2 separate regions of the Sus scrofa genome follow, and region 2 is linked to region 1. The links are chromatin contacts, called in public promoter capture Hi-C maps. All regions are on one chromosome and are shown on one strand. Each heading gives the region's core, a stretch centred on a gene start, on an enhancer-like site or on the middle of the called end of the contact. The rest is flanking DNA. Distances are from core to core; before and after follow the strand shown. Region 1 holds the start of MICU1 (mitochondrial calcium uptake 1). Region 2 holds the start of OIT3 (oncoprotein induced transcript 3).

What was found. Promoter capture Hi-C pulls out the DNA fragments that hold promoters and counts their contacts.
Region 2: a promoter capture Hi-C map of fetal liver shows a contact between it and region 1, with 2.2 times the contacts expected there. The contact joins the promoter of OIT3 here to the promoter of MICU1 in region 1. A contact is called at or near these places in 2 of 5 promoter capture datasets (fetal liver and liver) and 1 of 2 datasets of contacts at active chromatin or transcription factors (skeletal muscle).

What each region holds. Positions count from the first base shown.
Region 1 is chr14:75,442,010-75,449,806 of Sscrofa11.1, reverse strand. MICU1 (mitochondrial calcium uptake 1) reads left to right here and starts at 4,209. Exons shown (of 12, transcript NM_001243605.1): 1 at 4,209-4,330.
Region 2 is chr14:75,723,123-75,730,919 of Sscrofa11.1, reverse strand. It overlaps OIT3 (oncoprotein induced transcript 3), which reads right to left and starts at 4,548. Exons shown (of 9, transcript NM_001244899.1): 1 at 4,381-4,548. The coding sequence starts at 4,441.

The DNA of each region.
Region 1 (7,797 bases), core at 2,960-5,459:
CGGAGCTGCAGCTGACAGCCTATGCCACAGCCACACTAACATGGGAGCTGAGCTGCATCTGTGACCTACACCACCGCTCAAAGAAACGCCGGATCCTTAACCCATTAAACAAGGCCAGGGATCAAACCTGCAACCTCATGGATCCTAGTCAGGTTTGCTACTTCTGAGCCACAGTGGGAACTCCTAAACAGCTTATCTCTTGATCCAGGAATATGTATTTTTAAAATCTCCCCCCAGATAATTCTGAGACAGTTGATCATCAAATTGATTTGGGAACTACTGAAGATGGCAAAGAATATATTTATACCACAGTGCAAGTCTCTCTCTCTCTCTCTCTATATATATATATTTATTTACTGCCCAAGGGCAGGCACTGTGGTTATAAATTTTTATAAGGCCAGTACCTATTATGAACCTTGCATACAGAAGACATTCAATATTGGCTTACAGTAAGAATTTTAACTACAAATTTTATTGGAGTCTTAATATTAGTTTGTACAGGGGATACAAACCTATTTTAGTGATATTATATATTCATGTGACAGGAACCATCTTGTACAGCAGGCTGAAAAACAATATTGGATAGGTTGACTGATTTCTAAAGCAGAAAGTAGTTGCATTCCATTATGACCCTGAATTCCTCTAACTTACTCTGTGCTCCTGAAAAATGAAGAAAAAATACTCACATTTATAAGACTGGTCTAGTCTGTAGATTGCCTAAGGAGCTAACATTTGTATGGTTTAAAACAGAGGTTCTCAAAGTATGGTCCATGGATTCCAGGGATTCCTTAAAATCCTTTACAGTGATCTCTAAGGTCAAAACTTTTTTCCTGAAAATAATAAGCTGTTACTTGCCTTTATTATTTTCATTCACTGAGTGTAGAGTGAAATTTTCCAGAGACAATATAATGAGTGATATTGAAACAAATTTATTAAGGAAAGATAGGAGAATCATCTGTTTTCTATAAGCTAGACATTAAGAAATTTATAAGAATGTGAAACCATACAGTATATATATATATAAACATATATATTTTTTCTTCAGCCACGCCCATGAAAATGTAGAAGTTCTGGGACCAGGGATCAAACCTGCACCACAGGTGAAACCTGAGCTACTGCAGTGACAATGCTGGATCCTTAACCCACTGTGCCATTAGGGAACTCCCATTTATATATATATATATATTTGCTTTTTAGGGTCCAAGCTGTGGCATATAGAAGTTCCTGGGTTAGGGATTTAATCAGAGCTGCAGCTGCTAGCCTACACTACACCACAGCAATACAGGATCTAAGCCACATATGTGACCTACACCACAGCTCATGGCAATGTTAGATCCTTAACCGACTGAGTAAGGCCAGGGATCAAACCCACATCCTCATGGATACTAGTCATGTTCGTAACCTGCTGAGCCACAACAGGAACATCCTATATTTTTAAAAATATAGTTATTATTCAAAAATATGTTATTTATGTCAACATATAATGGGCTTATTATTTTAATGACTAAAAACATTTAAAAACTTCGGTTTTAATTTCTAACATAATAAGTATTGCTAGGTATAACACATATAAACAAGTTGTTTGGGGTCCTTAATAACTTTTAAGAGTGTAAAAGAGTCCTGTGACCAAAAAGTTTGAGACAGTGATTTGTTTTCACATATTATTTAATAATTAGCTGAACTGGAGTTCCTGTTGTGGCTCAGTGGTAACGAACCCAGCTAGTATCCATGAGGGTGCAGGTTTGATCCCTGGCCCTGCTCAGTGGGTTAAGGATCTGGCATTGCCATGAGCTGTGGTGTAGGTCACAGACATGGCTCATATTCAGCATTGCTGTGGCTGTGGTATAGGCTGGCAGCTATAGCTCTGATTTTACCCCCTAGCCTGGGAATCTCCATATGCCACAGGTAAGGCCCTAAAAAGACCGAAAAAAAAAAAAAAAAAAAAGAAAAAAAATTAGGTGACCTGGTTATTTAGTTTTATAGAGACAAATTTTGACTAAAATCAGGATTGAATGTCACCAATTCTTAAAAATTGATCTTTGGAGTTCCTTGATGGCCTAGGACTTAAGGATCCAGTATTGTCACTGCTGTGGCTTGGGTTGGGTCACTGCTACGGTGGGTGTTTGGTCCCTGGCCCAGGAACTTCTGCATGCTGTGGAGGAAAAAAATGAAAAAAAAAATTTGACCTTTGTTCAGCATTTTTGCATTGATAACTTTTTTTCTTATTCTGAAAAACACTTAACTCAGCCATGATTAACTTAACTAGTTAAGATTCCATGAGCCCCCAAAGTGTTCCAAGATAATCTATGCCACAACTTGAAATTCCAACCATTAGCATTAATGGACATACTGCCAAATACCCATTAGTAAACCGGGAAGAATGTCTTTATCAGATTTCTCACTCAACAGAGAACAGGCTTTAAATGGAAAGACACACAGAAAAGGTACATTTTAATAGCTGAGAAGCAAATCAGAAAAGATTCCTGGAGTTCCTGCTGAGGCTCAGGGGGTTAAGGACCTGATGTTGTCTCTGTGAGGATGGGGGTTCAATACCTGGCCTCGCTCAGTGGGTTAAGCTTCTGGTGCTGCCACAAGCTGAAGCGTGGGTTGAAGATATGGCTGGGATCCAGTGCTGCCATGGCTGTGACGTAGGCTCCCGCTCCAGCTCTGATTCAACCCTTGTTCTGGCTGCCTTCGTTTCCATGGTTGTAGCCTGGGAACTTCCATGTGCTGCAGGTGCGGCCATAAAAAGAAAAAAATTTTTAATTAAAAAAATAAAGATTCCTGCTATTCCCATTGTGGTGCAGTGGAAATGAATCTAATTAGGAACCATGAGGTTGCAGGCCTCGCTCAGTAGGTTAAGGATCTGGTATTGCCGTAAACTATTTTGTAGGTTGCAGACCCGGCTTGGATACTGCATTGCTGTGGCTGTGGCGTAGGCTGGCAGCTGTAGCTCTGACTTGACCCCTAGTCTGGGAATCTCCATGTGCCGGGGGTGCAGCCCTAAAATGCAAAATAAATAAATAAATAAATAAATAAATAAATAAATAAATATTCCCAATTCTTGTGTCAAGATGATCCAGGGACAGTAGATTGAAGATGTCTTTGGTGTTCTTTCTATCAGGTCTGTGCCAGCCATACCATTTGATACATTACCTAGGGAGGGGTCATAGCCCGCTTCCCCATCTACAATTCACAAAAACCGTTTTCATCAACAGGATGGTTGGAACAAACATGGGGTTGCCTGTAAAGTGCTAGCGCAGTGCCAAGAACATAACGATCTGTCCTTCTTGGGATAGTGGGGAGGGAGAGTCCTCTGAGAAGAAATGGAGAAAATAGTTGTTTTGCTTCCTTCACAATTTAACCCAGTGATAGTTCTGGCTGCCTTCTTTTGTTTCCATGGTTGTAGCCTTTGCTACAGCTCTGCTAAGGAAAGTATTTATTTATTTTTGACTGTACCCCCCAGAATGCAAAACTTCTCGGTCAGGGATCAAATCCACACCACACCAGCAACTGGAGCCACACCAGTGACACCCTGGACCCTTTAACCAATAGGCCACCAGAATCTAGAACTAGGAAATTCCTGAAGAAACTTTTAAATTCCATCATATCATAATCAAAATATTGTCATTCTCTTGAGACTTTTCCATTCTCACTCCTGACAGCAACCTCTGAGGAAAAAAAATGTTACTAGTAGCTCGGTGACTAAACTCTCCAATCATATTAGCTTGCAAAGAGAACTTCTGAAAAACCTAAATAATAGACAATGCGGTGAGTCGGTTTCTAAATTTAAAAAAGCTTCAAGGTCAGGAAACAGGCAAATTTCACCAGAAGCCTAAACCTAAACGCAGTTCGAAAAGAACAATTCCCAACTCACTGTGGTCCAGTTTTCTTTTCATTGTCTCCTGTTTTGCTTAGTCAACACATAAAGGGGCATCAACGAGGCGGAAGCCGGCACACTAAATCTCTTTCACAGACATCTATACCACTAGCGCGTGGAGGGTGAACCGCCAGAGAAAAATCCGGAGAGCTTCCACTGTCCCGCCTAAATACTGAGGCCGGGGCGGGGCCCGAGGCCGGGGCGGGGCCCGAGGCCGGGGCGGGGCCCAAGGCCGGGGCGGGGCGGGTTGCCTGGCCCCTCCCCACTCCCTATCCTCCATGCCCCGCCCACACGCATTTCGCCACGATCCCGACAGCCCTAGCGGCTAGAAGGGTTACGTGAGGGTGGGCGGCGGAGCTGGAGGCTTAACTTTGTTGCTCTCTTCATCTCTATGGTTTTCCGAGGTGCGCGGCTTTGACGGAGAAGCAGCTGAAGCTCCGCTGTAGACGGGTGAGTCCTGTACTCTCAAGGGTATGAGGCGAGACACGTTTAGAGAAGATGAAAGGAAGGATGATGCGAAAAGCTTTAGGGACCTGACCTCCGGGACTGGCCGTTTGTCTGCTCCGGAATTAGCAACTTCTCTGGTCGACCGGGATAGCTGTCTCTCCCTGATGTGCTCAGTTTAGGGGCTTGAGAGCAGTCCTTAGTCCTGCCGGCTTCCTTTCCTCCGCTTTCTTTGACCTCACCTGGTCCCTTCTTCCTGTCCCAGGAGAACTTCTCCTGCCGAGTTCCCAGCTGCAGGGTTCACTTGAGCTTCGACGTCCCTCTTCGGGCGACCAAAGACATCCCCTGGGATTTGTGGATGTGGTTGGAAGTGGGTGGGGACTTTATTGTTAAATGTCTGATGGGGCCAAGTATTAATCATTGAAACAAAACCAAAAAAAATGAAAAAAAAATTGATGGGGAGCTGAAGGAACAAAACAAAGTTCAGGCTTCTTAGACTGTTCGGTTTTTGCCTTTCCCAGTGCCTTACCTGTTTTTATTCTCCCTCAGGTTCCCTTACCACCATCTCATTTTGGCCCACAATGCGGTGTTTTGAGAATGAGCCGGGGTTTATTGACTCAAGCTGAATGTTGGGAGGAGAGTTTAAAACTGTTTAAGTTGCCAGTCTCTATGATCTTATTGTTTATGGTTTCTATACCCTCCCTTTCGGATGCCTGAAAAGTATTGTAGCTATTTGTAAAGCTAAGTAGAAAAACCATTTTATAGCTGAGGGACTGGAGTAAAAGAAAAATTCTCCTTGTGGTACCTGGAAATACCTATTTTCTTTCAGTTTCATAAGCAGATGTTTCTATCAGTTATTGGGTGCTTTCTTGGGCATACCTTTGTTTATGTTAAAGTATTCCTTTGAATTACATGTGCAGGTGATCTAGCAGTAGAAAGGGTGCAACAGTTTGGGGTTGATAGCTGTAGGAGAGTTTAGATTTCATTAAATGATATGACACACAAAATGTCAGCATCTGGAGACAGTGGTGTTGGCCAGGTTGACCAACCCATTATCTTCCTGCTTTGGGTAAGGTAATGTTAAATATTGCCTTATTCTAAAAACTTTTTAGAACCCACTGCCACTTGCTTGTGAGACGGTAGCTCTGGTCTCCAGCTACTCTTAAGTTTCATTGCTGAGAATTATGAGACCAAAAACAAGCCTAACAAAAAGTAAAAATTCAGGAGTGGATTTTGTGCCTGAGGAGAAAAGGAAAGAGTGACAGAAACTAGTAAGAGCAAGAGAGCCAAAGAGTGTATTGCTGTCTCCATTTATAATCAGTAGAACATTTACAATATTCAGTAGACCTTTTGCATTCCCAGGGGGTGCATCTTGGGACTGACTTTCCTGTATTTTAACAATGATATGTAATTTCTCCCAAAATGTAATACTATGTAAAATTATTATAATGAATCTGACTCGTCAGATCTTATATTATTTATAATTATAAGGCTAAAGTAATTGATAAAGTTATTACACCTAATTCGGCCACTTTAAATCTTTAATTTTCCCTATTTAACAATTTTTACAGTGGCTGCAGCTCTTGGTGAACATTTACCAATTTTTTCCATATGAAGTAGTTTAATATTCCCTTTAAAAGTGAACCATTTTTGTAGTTCCCATTGTGGCTCAGTGGTTAACGAACCCGACTAGCATCCAGGAGGACCCGGGTTTGATCCCTGCCCAGCCTGGCTCAGTGGGTTAAGGATCTTGACATTGTCGTGAGCTGTGGTGTAGGTCGCAGATGGGTCTCGAACCCTGCGTTGTGTTGTAGGTCAGCGGCTATAGCTCTGATTGGACCCCTAATTGGGAACCTCCGTATGCTGTGGGTGTGGCTCTAAAAAAGACAGAAAGAGAAAAAAAAAAAAAAGTGAGCCATTTTTTTGTTTGTTTGTTTGCACCCACAGCATGTGGAAGTTCCTGGGCCAGGGGTCAAAGATGGGCCACAGTTGTAGTCTGTGCAGAACCGGGGCAATGCCAAATCCTTAACCCCTACAACAAGGGGACTTCCAAAAGTGAACCAATTTTTTTAAAAAAAGTTTACTCACAACTTTTTCATCATGCAAAATAGGTTGATTTTGTGTCAAGGGAAAAAAATGATTCTCTTTAATAAGTAGGTGTTTTACTCACTTTGGTAAATTGAGAGAATTATTAATGCTTTTTTTTTTTTTGTCTTTTTAGGGCAAGTTCCCAGGCTAAGGGTCAAATCAGAGCTGCAGATGCCAGCCTGCCCCACAGCCACAGAGACGCCAGATCCACGCCACATCTGTGACCTACCACACCATAGCTCATGGCAATGCCAGATCCTTTACCCATCAAGTGAGGCCAGGGATCACACCTGCATCCATGTTGATACTAGTTGGATTTTTTACCTGCTGAGCCACAACAGGAACTCCTATTAATGCTTTTAAGACATTAAATATTAATATATCAGCATATTTGAGAAGAAAACAGAAGGAGTATTTTAAAATATTTTATATTTCCTAGTATAAAAGTAATATATGCTTATCTTTGAAAAACAGGAGCATTGTAGAAAATATAACACTGAAAGTTGAAACCCTAATTTATCTTTCCCCTGCTGACAGGTAACCATTTGTTCCCTGTAGCATTTTGGGGAATCTCTGTGGAAAAGTGCAGTCTAGAGTCATCGGACTCCCTGGGAAAGTTGGTACTATTAGCACTAGGTTTACGTCCTACAACCGCAGAACTCTGGGAGAGAGAAAACTTCCCATTCTCTATGCTTTCTGCAAATTACTGTGTGAGAATCTCATTGGCCTAACTTGGGTCGTTGCCCATCCTAGAGGCAATGGGCCATCTCTGTGGCTAGACAGATGGAGTGGTCTGTTTGCCCAGAACAGGATCTTGTCCCCATCCTGGAGTAGGGTAGAGGGGGTTATAGTTACAAACCACATGAACTAAGTGTAGGTGACATATAGTTTCTAAAGGAAAATTAAGGTGTCATTTCCTGCGGAAGGGAGAAAGTTTGCGGGGCAGGCAAAAACAGCAAATGTTCACTAAAATAATTTTACATTATTTAACAAAATTAATTGCTTTCCTTTACTAATATTAATTCATTGTATTTTACAGTTTGTTAATTTTTTTTTTTTTTTTTTTTGCTCTTTAGAGCCACACCCATGGCATATGGAAATTCCCAGGCAAGGGGTCAAATTGGAGCTACTCCCATGTGTGTTGATTTTTTTAAAATGTCAATTATTTTATTAATTCGTATAACTTGAAATTTAAACCCTTTGATTGTGCTTATTTGTGTTGTTATTACCTAAGTATTCATGTTCTGGAATATCCAGATTTTCTAGCTTGAATATGTTGTGTATTTGGCCAGTTTGTTAAAATTGTTTATTAGTAAGTTTGTTTTATACTGTGGGTGAACTTGATTATATAAACTTCAGTTTATAAACAGTAAATAAAAGTGTTT
Region 2 (7,797 bases), core at 3,299-5,798, 280 kb before region 1:
GAACCTGCGTCCTCAGGGTTGCTAGTCAGATTTGGTTCCGCTGAGCCATGATGGGAACTCCGACTTAAACATACTTCATAAATGCTTTTTGCATGTGAAAAATTTTTTCAAATCTATTTAAGGTTTTGTGTCCACATTAGACTAAACCTTTGATCCAGAGCAATCGTCTGATAGAGGAGTGTTGTTCAGACCAAGGGAGGTTATAGTTTCACTGAACTCTGCACTTATCAGATTATAGTTCAAGCACAGTGTTCAGACCTGGAGACTATATTTTACGAAAGTAATGGACAAACTTGATGTCCAGAGGAAGGTGACCAGAGTTAGAAGGAAGCATAACAATTATTTACTGGAGAAGAAGCTGAGAACTATCATTTGGAGAGAAAAAAAAAAACCTGAAGAAAATGCATTGGTTTTCAAAAATCTGGAAAAGGCTTATGAAAGAGGACTTGGGTATTCTGTTAACAACAAGAACAAATTGTTACTGGGAAGTGCATTTCAGTTCAGCTACCCAGTAATGGAGAGGCTGTACCACAGTGTGGTAAGCTCTTTATCTCTGGAATTTTTCAAAAAGTGGTTGGAGGATCATTTGTAAGCAAGATCATGGATGGAATTTGCACTAATGGGCAGTTTGGCTGGATACTGAATGTGTAAAGCTCATTCCACTGAGAGGGAAAAGGCTTCTGGCACAGGTCAACTGCCTTGAAATATACAATTGATTGGCCAAGAAATTACCAAAGATATTGTCTATGTGAATGTTGGTATATGTTTCATCAGCTTATTACAAATATCATGAACTTTGTGTCTTCACAGTCAGCCACGGCAAAACTGTCTAGAATACAGAAAAATCTCAAGTCTGCATTTTTAGTGCATAAACAATATGGACAAGGAGTTCCTGTCATGGTTCAGTGGAAACAAATCTGACCAGTATCCACGATGACGCAGGTTCTATCCCTGGCCTTGTTCAGTGGGTTAAGGATCCTGCGTTGCCCTGAGTTGTGGTGCAGGTCGCAGATGTGGCTCAGATCTGGTGTTGCTGTGGCTGTGATGTGGCTGTGGCATAAGCTGGCAGTTACAGCTCAGATTCGACCCCTAATCTGGGAAACTCCATATTCCACAGATGCAGCCCTGAAAAGAAAAAAAAAATAATGATAATAATAATAATGGCAAATATATTATCAAAAACATTTTAATGACTGAAGACACTAATATCCCCAGTATTATCACTGCTTCTCTTAATTTCAGGGAAGCACTGAATTAAGGTGAGCAAATTGTCCTTACAAAGAAGACCAAAAAATTCTAGAAAGGAGCGTTAGCCAGAAGGAACTATCCTTCTTAATGCATGTGAGGCTGACTTAATTGACATTGTAGGCAGGGAATTCATATTAAGGCCAATAACACTCTGTAAGCAGGAAATGCAATGTCAGCAAATACTACACAATAAATGTGGCTGGGCCATGAACATAAAATCTAAGTTGTCTAGAAAATATTTTGGATTTTCCCAGTCTACACTTCAAACTCAAGTTTACTATCAAAACTTGAGATATGTAGGAGAGTGTAGCCAAATGTTAACAGCCTCACTGGGAATACAACAGATTGGGCCAGGAAATAAGAAGGATATTGCATATTTTGGAAATAACACTTTTGCAGAGTTACACGTGGCAGGGACAACTCTCCCCTTAAAATGTCCCTGAGGTATCCCAACTGTGCCCTGATCATGGTATGATGTCCCTTGAGGGGGAGAAATGTCCTCATACAGACTTTCTCCCCTCTCAGAAGGGAAAAATTCCTTCATCTGCTCTCCTAGCTGTGGTTCTCCTATGAAGAAAGGTTTCCAGGGCAATTTCACAGGTGATTACAAATTCATAGAAATATTTGGTTCATCTCCTTGGCTCTAATTTTGTAAGAAATGGTTAGGTATTCAACTTTTAATAGCTTTTACAGAAATTCCTAAACCTCCCTCAATAACTATTTCACAATTTATGAAGTTTTTCCTTAAATCAAACTATCATTTCTTGTGCTATCTGTTAAAAGTTTACTTCCTTTCTTGTTGCAGGAGATACATGGCACACATTGGAGAAATTTACCCACTATCTTCTGTAAAATAAGCATATATTTTAAAAGTTACCCGTGCAATATTTTCTAACATTAAATATAGTCATTTCACTCCCCCCCTCCCACCCCCCGCCTTTTAAGGCAGTAATTCAATCCTTTAATAACCTGGCCACGGGTGTAAATTCCTACCTTCAGTCACTCAATGTGTGGAGTCTGGAATTCGGTCATTACTAATGTTGCATCCTGAACTGCTGATATGTAAGCGTGTGTGTGTGTGTGTGTGCACACATATACACTTCTCAAGTGAGAAAGCTTCAAAAAGAACAGCCCAGTGGGGTTCTCTCAAAGTCTGAATTGGGGACCAGCTGGCAGAGGGAGGGCTGGTCAGTTTTTACTTGGATGCTCGCCTGTCAGCCGCCCGGCCGCCCCTCCCCAACCCGGGATGCTGGGCGTTCGAGAGCAAAGGTCAGCATGCATCCCCGCCCTTTGGTTCTGGACATCGGGAGTCGCCGACAGTTCAGTCAGCACTCCAGATGCTGCCCCTCGGGTGGTCGTGGTTGCGGGATTCTGCGCCCGCGCGCTGGGGCCGGAAGCCCCTCCTCTCCCCCCCCTTTACTTCCCGCCTTCCCCCTCAGTGCCTCTCCCTCGCCTCTTCTCCTTTTCTCTCTTTGCTCTTCCCCAAGAGCAGCCCTATCCTCGACTCCAATCCCCAGCCCCCAAAGTTCTCCTTTTCTTTTCTGATGGCATTGAGTCAAACGTCTTAGAAGGGCTGCGAAAAAGAATAAAATAAATGAATAAAATAAAATAAAAACATCTGTGAAGGGAGAAGGTGTCTGATGGGAGGATACAGGAGATGCTGGAGGGAGGGTAAGCCAGGAAAGAACGGGGAGAGAGCTGAGAGGAAATTAAGGGAGAGATGACTTTGGCTTAAGCAATTCTTGGTTCGGTACTGGCTGCAGATACAGGCTGATGAAACTTAGCCCAAAACTATCTTTAAGATTATTTTTTTTTTAGACCAGTTCTAGATTTAGAGAATAATGGAGAAGTTAGTACAAAGAGTTCCCATCTATTGGGACCCAGTTTCCCATATTACAAAATAATCATACACTAGTGTAGTACCTTTGCCACAAATAATGAACCAGTGTTGGTATGTTATTATTAACTCAACCATAGTTTAGGTTTCCTTAGTTTTTGCCTATGTCTTTCTCTGTTCCTGGATCCGATCTAGGACACCACATGGGATTTAGTTTACCATGTCTCTTTAGGGTCTCAAACCTATTTATATATGTATAAATATATACATATATATATATATATATACACATATATATACATATATATACATATTTTCTTGGGGGGGGGGTCTTTTTAGGGCTGCTCCTGCTGCATATGGAAGTTCCCAGGCTTAGGGGTCTAACTGGAGCTGCAGCTGTCGACCACAGCCACACCAGATCTGAGCTGCGTCTGTGACCTACACCACAGCTCCCAGCAATGCTGGATCCTTAACCCACAGAGCAAGGCCAGGGATCAAACCCTGCATCCTCATGGATACTAGTGGGGGCGGGGTTCCTTACCACTGAGCCACAGTGGGAACTGCCTTTAATATATATTCTTGAAGGTGCTAGAGCAAGGCCTGAGCTACCCAGAATAAATAAATAGTGGCAATTAAGCACCCAGCTTTTCAAAAGTGCCAAGAAGGACACTTCTCTTCACCTTAACCTCCTCTCACTTTCTCTTCTAGTTAGAACTCATACTGGGAAAGGAGAGAGAAATTTTTTAGTAGCTGGAATTTAAATTTTTCTTTGCCATGTTGGCCAGTTTTGTGCCAAGCCTGAGGAGGACGACAGTTTAAAGTTCACTCAGTCTGTGCAAAAGTCATATTTTCAGATGTCAAGACTCAGAAGACTGATTTATTCAGATCTGTTCCTTTCATGGGCACAGTTAGTCCCTTGCATTCATTAAAGAAAAAAAACTCCATCCTTCCCTCTAAAAATCTTTTTTTTTTCCCTCTTGAAGTTGGAACTATAAAAGTGCCTAGAATATAAAGAGGTTAGAATTTCTTTTACACATATCCAAGAAATACTTGGCTTGTGGAAAGTTGTTTGGACATGGCAGATCTATGGAAATTTTGGATGCCCAGGCAAGAGGCTAAATGGCACATGGAAGAGAAATTCTCTGAAAACATATCTTCATAGGTTATTCATGACTTTTATACTATTCTAGAACCCATATTTAAGATTCTGGAATCTTGCTCTTAATAACCTGTACACAACAGCAAATTCCTACAACAAAAATTACATTGTGCCATGTACTTGGCATAAGACTTACCCTTTGGTGACACGAGTGTTATTGTGATAAAGAGGCAGGTGAGAAGCAGGAACTGAGGCATCCTTCTGGACCAGCCACCAGAGACAGACTGGAAAATCCTCTTAATTTCAGTTTTCCTTTGTCCGCTTCTTTATCAAGCGCCTTTTTAAAAAGGCCTCAAGGCTCTTATGAAGAAAGACTTCAGTACTGGTTGGGACTTTATCAGAGGAAGAGGATGAGTGGGATAAAGTGTCCATTGCTCTGGCCTTGACCCCAGATAGAAGCACTGCTTTACATTGTCAACAGGGTTATTTTATTGGTATTTTTCTTTAGGAAAAAAAAAAAAAAAAAACAACCAAAACCAAACAAACTTCACAATCCCTCATCCTCCTATTGTCTTTTTTCTCAAAAGTTCCCTGCAGTGAGACCTCCAGTATCTTATCCAGAAGGGAACTCTAAAAGCGGGACATCCCCTCACGTCAAAATCTTGTTTTGTGACTTCTAGGTATTGATTTCATGGTGTTGCAGCCATAGCATTGCATTCTAAATGAGAATGGGATAAAACCTACTTTTTGGAATTGATCATTAGGAAATCTCTTCATCAGGTGGTTAAGGAGTTTACAGTAGCATGCAAAGGAGTAGTAAGGTCATGTGTGGCATGAGGACAGTATTCTCCTGAAGCAAGCTTCTAAGTCTGGTATCTTTGCTATCAAAACTTCTTTGGGCTCAAAACTTCCTAAAGAAATAAGGTTTAGGTTGTGTTTTTTTGTTTTTTGTTTTTTTTTTTGTCTTTTTTTGTTGTTGTTGTTGTTGTTGTTGTTGCTATTTCTTGGGCCGCTCCCGTGGCATATGGAGGTTCCCAGGCTAGGGGTTGAATCGGAGCTGTAGCCACCGGCCTACGCCAGAGCCACAGCAACGCGGGATCCGAGCCGCGTCTGCAACCTACACCACAGCTCACGGCAACGCCGGATCCTTAACCCACTGAGCAAGGGCAGGGACCGAACCCGCAACCTCATGGTTCCTAGTCGGATTCGTTAACCACTGCGCCACGATGGGAACTCCTAGGTTGTGTTTTTAATCAATTTTGAGCAGCAGTATCTCATGTTTTCATAATGCCTTTCTTCCTCCATTTAAAATGGTTTAAAGTTATTTATATTACTAATTTTCACACAAAGATAGGGGCAGGAGCTTCAAATTAGGAAACACTCATTAAATTAATGACACTGAAAAAGGAGTGATGAAGTTTCATTTTTAGACAAAAGAGGGAAAATGTAGAGTTCTGTATATTTCATGTCATTAGACATGTCACCATAATTATGTGTACCAGTTTGCAAGCTCCCTGACATTCCATGGTGTGTAGAATGAGAATTGGCCAGGAGTTCCCGTCGTGGCGCAGTGGTAAACGAATCGGACTAGGAACCATGAGGTTTCAGGTTCAATCCCTGGCCTTGCTCAGTGGGTTAAGGATCCGGCGTTGCTGTGAGCTGTGGCGCAGGTTGCAGACGCAGCTCGGATCCCGAGTTGCTGTGGCTCTGGTGTAGGCCGGTATCTACAGCTCCGATTAGACCCCTCGCCTGGGAACCTCCATATGCTGTGGGTGCGGCCCAAGAAATGCCAAAAAGACAAAAAAAAAAAAAAAAAAATGGGAATTGACCAGCACTAATACTAAAGATAATGTAAAGGGGAAGTATTAAAAATTAAGTTAGAGAGGAGTTCCTATTGTAGCTTGGCAGGTTAAGAACCTGACGTATTCATGAGAATGTGATTTCGATCACTGGCCTTGCTCAGTAGGTTAAGGACCTGGCGTTGCCGTGAGCTGTGGTATAGATTGCAGATGCAGCTCGGATCCTGAGTTGCTGTGGCTGTGGTGTAGGCTGGCAGCTGCAGGTTATGATTCAGCCCCTAGCCTGGGAAATTCCATATGCTGCAGGTGTGGCCCAAAAAAGAAAAAGAAAAAAAAAAAGAGAGAGAGAGAGAGAAAAGTGTTTTATTTGTTTTTAAATACTGTTTTAAGCAAGGATCCAAGCGAAACCAAAATTTTTCTCTCCTAATCTTACCTTGACCTGGTGCTTTGGGCTTCTGTTATTCCTAAACTTTCTGCATCTATGTTTCTTTGCCTAATAACTGTATTTCTGGTGACTGGCAAAGGAATATTATGGTCTGTAGGAAGCAGTCCCTAAACCGGTCTTCATGATCTTTTTTCTTCCTACGCTAAGTAGCATTCCCTTTGGTTCCTTTCCCTAGGGTTTCTGTTTGATTAAACAGTAGTGCTTACTAGGGGCCAGGTAACATGCTGGTCACTGGTATTTGACAGTGAGTAAGGTAAAAGTGCGGTGTCTATACGCAGAATATACAGTCTAGCAAGGGGTTCCCATTGATTTAACGTGTAGTTAGCTATCACTGATGCTAGCAGAACATAGGCAATTTGACCTTGACCACTGGCTTATTAAACTGCAATCTGATGGCAGCAGTGGATGACTCTGGGACTGAGGTACAATCTCACTGCAGGATACTTCTGCGAAGGGGCAATGTTCTTAACAGAAAAAAAGAAAACCCCACAATTTCCTGTTCCTGAGAAGCCATCCGAGTGCTTCACGTGTGTTGCAGAGAAACAGAGGACGTGTGTATGAGATAAACCCAGATTTGCTGCCAGGATTGACTGCCAGAGTCAAGGACTTTTACCAGATAGCCCTTTGGTTCTGTAAACAAGCATTCCCAGTGTGGCGGGATTTTTTTTTTTTTTTTCTCTTGTTATTCCTATTTTTTCCTTTTTAGTTGATCTGCCCTTTCATTTTAATTTTTTATGATGAAAAATTTCAAATATATACAAAGTAGGAAAAACAATGAGTACCCGGCTGTGATAATTATAACATTTTGTCAGTCTTGTTTCATTTATATAGCAGTATGCATTTCTAACAAATGGCCTTTCTTTTTACATAATCCCAGTCATGATTACAAATATGGAAACTAGTATAATTCCTTAATATCATCTAATACTCACTCCATATTTAAATCTTCCCAGTTGTTTCAAAAATTCCTTTGTATTACTAGTTTGAGTCAGGATTTAAACTGGAGCCATACGTTGCTTGTGGTTCTCTTAAGTTCTTTTGATCTATAACAGCCCCCCACTCCCTACCCCATGCTATTTGTTGAAGAAACCCAATCCTTTGTCCTATACAATGTCTTGCATCCTGGGTTTTGCTTGACTGCTTTGTGTGGCGTCTTTTAGCCTCCCTTCTCCCACATTTAATGTACTCTTGTTCCTATTTCCTTATTTTTCTAAAGTATGTGCTATTAGAAATTAAAATAAAAATACTCTTGGCGACACTGAACGAATTGAATGCACAGGCGGGAGTGCTGGAAATAGATCAGTTAGGAGGTGGATGAACCCGTCGGCTCTTCAGAAGAGATCTGAGCTAGAATAACAGTCTGAGAGCT